2 separate regions of the Danio rerio genome follow, and region 1 is linked to region 2. The links are chromatin contacts, called in public Hi-C maps. All regions are on one chromosome and are shown on one strand. The core of a region is the stretch at or near the end of the contact, and the rest is flanking DNA. Distances in the headings are between cores, read along the strand shown.

Evidence for each region. A called contact is a pair of places that touch in the nucleus more often than the background predicts.
Region 1: a Hi-C map of an unstated tissue shows a contact between it and region 2, with 2.3 times the contacts expected there. The contact joins the promoter of si:dkey-178e17.1 here to the enhancer-like site in region 2. A contact is called at or near these places in 2 of 18 Hi-C or Micro-C datasets (caudal fin and an unstated tissue).

The regions. Positions count from the first base shown.
Region 1 is chr8:3,220,916-3,224,601 of GRCz12tu, reverse strand. si:dkey-178e17.1 reads left to right here and starts at 1,328. Exons shown (of 9, transcript XM_073910005.1): 1 at 1,328-1,428. The coding sequence starts at 1,365.
Region 2 is chr8:3,179,255-3,182,741 of GRCz12tu, reverse strand. The region is part of intron 3 of si:dkey-178e17.1; the gene reads left to right. Among named protein-coding and RNA genes, the nearest start is that of si:dkey-178e17.3, 27 kb to the right of the region's middle. Within about 2 kb of position 1,406, at least 4 of the 62 cell types and tissues checked have an H3K27ac peak or open chromatin away from gene starts, as enhancers often do.

The sequences.
Region 1 (3,686 bases), core at 79-2,578, 42 kb before region 2:
TAATAAAAACTTTGTTGCTTTAAGAAATATTTAATTCTGTTTAGAATTAAATTATAAATAATTAAATTAATGTAAATCTGTTTGTGATCTGTAGTTTATTGTTTATTAACTTCTCAACAAATATTTATTTAATAAAATGAATGAAATATAAAAAAATACAATTTATTTATCATTTATGTATGGAGGTTCAAAACTCGAAATATTTTTTTACAAAGTAATTATTAATAAAATAAAAGAATATCAATAAAATAATAAACAAATGCTGTTTTTAAAGTACATTTTTAATCCTATAATCCTTTATTGCTTTTTGTATTTATCAACTTATTTCAAAGTTATTTATTTATTGATACATAATACTTGATTCTTTTATTTAGTTATTCCTAATTTTATTTTCTTTTTAACAGTTTTATTCTTTGTTTGTATATATAAATATCATTATTTTTCTGTATTGCAGTCTGAGTTTATTCTAACTTATTTTTTATTTGCATTTATTATTCTATTTATATTATAGGGTTCTTTTGTTTTCTGTATTCTTTATTTTTATTTGTTCTATTATATAAAATAATTTAGGTATTTTATTATTTTCTATTTATTGCTTTTAAAGTTAATTTATTGTATTTATGCATATTGAATCTCCTTTTCTATTTTATGTACTATTTATTGGTATTTATTTAACTTTATTTAATTTTCTTTTGTTTAATTTTTAGGTTTGTTTGTTTGTGTGTTTATATAAAGGAGGATAATTTGTACATAATTAATCAATTATGGATATGGAAAATTAATAACTCTAAGTAAATATACACATTAAAATTTTTTTTAAATTGTTTTATCACCATTTTTAATGAATGCATGCCCTTTCCACTGTGCTGTCTTGTGATTGTAAGTAAATGTACAAATAATTGTAAAAATTAAATGTAATTTTTTTTTACTTTTTTAAAACTACTTGTATTGTTTTTTTTTTATCACATTTTTATTTTGTTTGTTGATTTATGAATGCATACTATTATTTAGTGTGTTGTTATTCTTTATATATTCTGTTTGTTTCAAGTTTTTGCAGGTCTGAGGTTCCAGACTGTGGAGTTTTGTTGCTTTGTTTCTTATTTAAATCTAAACGTTGTTGCGAAGTCAAGGTTTTAGGGTGTAAATTGAGATTGAATCCAGATCTGCTTTCATAAAATCCAGTTTCTGTCATCGAGGGCGTGGCACTGAGAGAGGGAGAGAGAAACTGAGAGACGCAAGACCCGCCCCGCTCTGTGTTCTGGCCGCTGATTGGCTGAGCGCTGTCTCATGTCATCAGTCTATGGTCGGCGGATCGCCCGCTGCTCTCAGATGCGCGTGCTGTGCGCGTTCCTGACAGACTGAAGATGACGCGTGAACGCGGAGCAGCGAAAGCTAAACTCACCCATCCTGGAAAAGCCATCCTGGCAGGTCAGTCACACATCACTTTAACACACAACTACAAAACAATGAGCTTAAAACACACAACTGCGCCTTCATCGCACTTCTGAGGGGATTTCCATTCATTTCTAAACTCCGAATGACAGTTGAACTTACAAAACAAGCTCCGGACATGAAGAAAAAACTGTTGAAATCGAGTTTTTGTGATGTTAATTAATCTATTAAGATGTTTCATGGTTTATTTTTGGCTGTTTATATTTTATATGCAACTACAGTGCTTCATTACTGTATATTTCCTGTTTGCAATCAAGTTTCTTGACCCGCGAAAATTGATGTTATCCACTAAATCACGATGTTTAGTGAAATTATAAACCATTTTGTTAAGTTGTTTGAGGTATTATCACTGTGTAAACTGCTTAATATTGATTATTTATATCTACATTTAAAATTTACAATCACAAAAACATTAGTTTATCTTGTCATACTGCGTTAATATGAAAAAAGCTGAATTTTTCAGTCAAAAAATGCTCACACATTATGAATATTAATATTACAGCAGAATAACCATGTTGGTTTATTAGAGATGCTGAGGTTTAAATGTGATTTATCAGCGTTTAAAAGGTCAGATATGGCTATATACAAGGACACAGAGCTGATGTCCTCAAAGCTGATCCTCGTCTCAGAGAAAGAGACAGCATTACACACATGAAAATATAGCAATGTATAGTAAATGCTAGTGTTTTTGAACAATATTAATTCCATCTTTTGTGGTCATTTATATTTGCTGTGGTAACACAACAATTGTTTTTAAAAAAGTAGATTTCTACAACTATTCTATGTAACTACAGTGCTTCATTACTGTATATTTTATGTTAGCAAACAAGTTTCTTGACCTGCGAAAATGGATGTTATCCACTAAATCTTGATGTTTAGCAAAATTATAAACCATTTTGTTAAGTCGTTTGAGGTATTATCACTGTGTAAACTGCTTTAAATTGATTATTTATGTCTAAATTTAAGATTTATATTAACAAAAATTATTAGTTTATCTGTCATACTGGGTTAATATAAAAAAGCTGAATTTGTCAGTCAGAAAATACTTGCACATTATGAATATTAATATTACAGCTGATTAATTATGTTGGTTTAGTAAAGATGTTGAGGTTTAAATGCGATTTATCAGCGTTTAAAGGTCAGATGTGGCTATATACAAGGATATAGAGCTGATGTCCTCAAAGCTGATGCTCCTATCAGAGGATGAGACAGCTTCACACACATGAAAAATACTATAGTAATGTGTAGTAAATGCTAGTGTTTTTGAACAATAATAATTCAATCTTCCGTGGTAATTTATATTTGCTGTGGTAACACAACAACTGTTTTAAAAAAGTAGGTTTCTACAATTATTCTATGTAACTACACTGTAAAAACGCCAACTTTCAAAAAGTCCTCTGAACAAAGATTAATAAGTTAACTGAATTTAAATATTTTCATTTGAAATGCTGACAAATAATAGTTAGTTTGTTCAACAAATATGGTGCTTCAATGTGAAAAACTTAAAATATTTCGTTGAACTAATACAAAATTCTTAGTTTTGCGTTTATGCGTGCCCTTCTTGTTGGCGCATGCGCCTTATAAGCTTCTGGCGCATGCGCAATTTACTTCCATAGCTCACTGCAGGGGGTACCTGTCACGTGCGCGCGACAAAACGAACCATCTTTCTTTCTGCGGAGCTACGTGTCAATCGTTTTCATAATCGATTGTATATAATTGTATACATGTTTTTGTGCGATGTGCTACCCATCTGACTGCCCGATCAGTGTATTAATGATGTGAGAGACCGTGATAGAGCGGTTAAGAGTAGTGGTGGGCAAAGCGAGGCTTCGTGAAACACTGAAACAGTCGAAGCAAATGTGTCGAAGCTTCGAAACGTTTCGAAACCTCACTCTACAGTGACATTTAGTGGTCATTTTTTATATATATTGCACTGAAACAGCTTCAGCAAAGAACGATTGAACAAATTGAGGGATTAAAGCCCACTTTGTGAAAGTGGAATCCTTCAAGTAACATAGTACAGTGGTTAAGGTGTCAGACATCCATGCAGGAGTAGTAAGTTAGGTTTCGAAGCCAGTCAGTAGCAGTTGTTTTAAAATGCTTTAATACCAGTTGGTAATGCTTTGCTCTTGTATCGTTTTGTTTCAACATTGGTCTGATATCCGAATAAACAATTTGTGAATAAATATGTCTTGTTTTTGTCTTAAAACAGGGTTGTTGCTAGATCAAAAACG
Region 2 (3,487 bases), core at 157-2,656:
TAAATCAGACTAAAATGTATTAAAAATGCGACCAGGATTAACGTTTGTTTTAAAAATCACATTTCCAAATTTTATTTTCTTCATTCATTCATTTTCCTTCAGCTTAGTCCCTTATTCATCAGGGGTCGCCACAGCGGAATGAACTAAAACCAGCACCCAGAAGAAACCCACGCCAACACGGGGAGAACATGCAAACTCCACACAGAAATGCCAACTGACCCAGCCAGGACTCAAACCAGAGACCTTCTTGCTGTGAGGCCACAGTGCCTACCACTAATTTATTTATTTATTTGTTTTTTTGTAAAAACATGTCCTGATTTCAGGAATAAACTCTGTCAGCATTCAGGTATGCATGAACAGATGAAAGTTAAATCTAGGTCCAGATCTCCACATATTTCTCTTCTCTTCCCTCCTGATAAATATTATTTATTTTATATTTCTGTTTAAGGGAGAGCAGATTTCTTCAACACATTTCTAAGCATAATAGTTTAAATAACTCATTTCTAATAACTGTTTTATTTTCTCTTCGTCATGATGACAGTAAATAATATTAGACTAGATATTCTTCAGGATACTAGTATTCAGCTTAAAGTGACATTTAAAGGCTTAACTAGATTAGTAAGGGTAATTAGGCAAGTCATTATACATCAGTGGTTTGTTCTGGAGACAATCCAAACAAATATTGCTTAAGGAGGCTAATAATACTGACATTAAAATGGGTTTAACTATTAAAAACTGCTTTTATTCTAGCCGAAATAAAACAAATAAGACTTTCTCCAGAGGAAGAAATATCATAGGAAATACTGTGAGAAATGTGCCTGAATATCACTTGAGGAATATTTGAAAAGAGTCAGTATACACAGGAGAGCTAATAATTGTAATTGATCAGTAAAGCGGATCTGTTCCTGGATCAGCTGTGCTTTAGAGCGGTTTCTCCTCCATCAGATTGATGATCTCCTCCTCCTCCTCTTCATGTTCTTCTCCCCTCTTTCATTAGCTGATTGCATTGGTGTTTCGACCTTGTGTTTGTCCTGCTAATGGAGCCGTTCTGTACGTCTGTCTGCTGGATTTCAGCCCAGGTTGCATTTATGAGCAGCGTCTCGCTTTAATCAAAACCACACTGCAAACCTTCAATCTGGGACTCAAACCTTAAAGTCCCCATTCCTAGTTTTGTGCTGAACAATTCATCTGTGCGTGTCTTGAAGAAAAATAAAATAGTTTGATCTTGTAATCTTTAATTGTAATCTGAAAATGCGCTTCCTGTTTGTTTTCAGTTCAATTCTCAGATTAGGTCTGTCTGAGGTTTTGGGTGTGGCTAACATGCTTAACCACGCCCCTCCAGCTGTAAGTTTTGACATCACTATGACAAGCAGAAATGGTGAGGAGGAGGAGTCTGTTAGGTTGTAATAACTCTGCCCAAACCCTTTTTCCTATCTAAACGAAACACCTGCTTTACTACATCCAATCAGCTTACAGTAGAAAAAACAAGCCACGCCCACTGCTTTGTCATTTAATATTCTGTTTCTCTAGAAACTGCAAAACAATATGGAAAAAATGGTTGCAGTTCAGCTTCATGCAGACTTTAAAGACTGAGAAATCCGTATTGGTTTAATGCATCCCAAATGATCATATTCTCAAAATCAACTCATGTTTGTAAAACACTGTGTGGGCATTGAGTGTTTTCCACAATAGACTGCACTCAGCTTGACCCTCCATTTACGGGTAATGGATAAACTGGAAAGCTGAGCACATTAGTTAGACTGGCAAAATATATGTTCTTGCACAAAATTGGATTTGGAAATTGGGAAAAAAGCACACAATGTGCATTGTATATATTTCATCTAGCCTGATTAAATTAGTATTCATTGGATTTCTTTTACATTTTTATTTTTTATGCATCAATAGATTTTAATTTAAATAATTTTATTTTATTCAAAGAAGTGATGTGGCAAGCATTTATGTATAAGATACTTTAATTTAACCAACAATAATTAGGCCAAATGTAAGACGTTATACAACTGAGGTCAGAATTATTAGCCCCCCTAAATTATTCGCCCTTTGTTTATTTCTTTTCAAAAATTTCTTTTTAACAGAGAGCAGATTTTTTTCAGCACATTTCTAATCATAATAGTTTTAATAACTCATCTCTAATAGCTGATTTATTTTATCTTTGTCATGATGACAGTAAATAATATTTGACTAGATATTCTTCAAGACACTTCTATACAGCTTAAAGAGACATTTAAAGGCTTAACTAGGTTAATTAGATTAACTAGGCAGGTTAGGGTAATTAGGCAAGTTATTGTATAACGATGGTTTGTTCTGTAGATTATCGAAAAAATATAGCTTAAAGGGGCTAATAAATTTGACCTTAAAATGGTGTTTAAAAAATTCTAAACTGCTTTTATTCTAGCCGAAATAAACAAATATGACTTTCTCCTGAAGAAGAAATATTATCACAGTGTCCTTGCTCCGTGAAACATCATTTGGGATAAAAATCAAAGGGGGGCTAATAATTCTGACTTTAACTGTAAATAAAAAAGGCAGATTTAATTTTTTTTTTTCATTTTACAGTTGATGAATAAACTCGATAGCGAAGCAGAATAATTGGACTGACAAAAGTTATATTTTTTGCATAAATATTATAAATTAATTGTATTTAAAAAAAACATACAATGTGCATTGTATATAGGTTTATTTAGTGTTATTAAATTCGTATTCTTTGGATTTTTAAATTTAATTTATTTTTATTATTGTTTTTCATGCAGCTATTTGTATGCCACATAAAAGAATTGACATAGCAAGACATTTTTAATCATTTAATTTAATTTTGCCAACAATAAATAAAAAAACAAAATTGATTTTTTATTTTTATTTTTTATTGTTTTATTTTATTTTATTTTGCAGCTATAAAAAACACACATCAAAGAATTGATGTTGCAAGTTAATTTTTTAAATAATTAAATTTAATAATTTAGTTTAATTTAATTTTACCAAAAAGTAAATAGGCCATGTAAAAATTTAGATATTAAACAAAGACTTTATTTTATTTTATGCATCAATAAATAAGCCAGATCAAAGAAGTAACGTAGCAAACAGTTTTGCAATGTTTATTATTATTATTATCATTATTATTATTATTATTATTATTATTGTTGTTGTTGTTATTGTTGTTATTTTAAAATAACCAAACAAGTTGCGAATAACCCAAAAATTATATTTCTTTTTGCTTGAAATCTACCAAAAAATCAAATAGACATTTTATTGTATTTTAAATGGAATATTGCCTAGTTTATTATAAGTCGTATGTATATGTATTTTTATCTAATGGTTTCAAATAGAGATTCATTACTAAATGTGTCCCGCTTACCAAATTTTCTTATTTTATTTTATGCCAACATTAAATAAGAGATAAATATTAAACACAAGCTTATTTTATTTATTTATATTTATTTATTTATTTTGTTTTGCTTTGTTTGATTCCAGC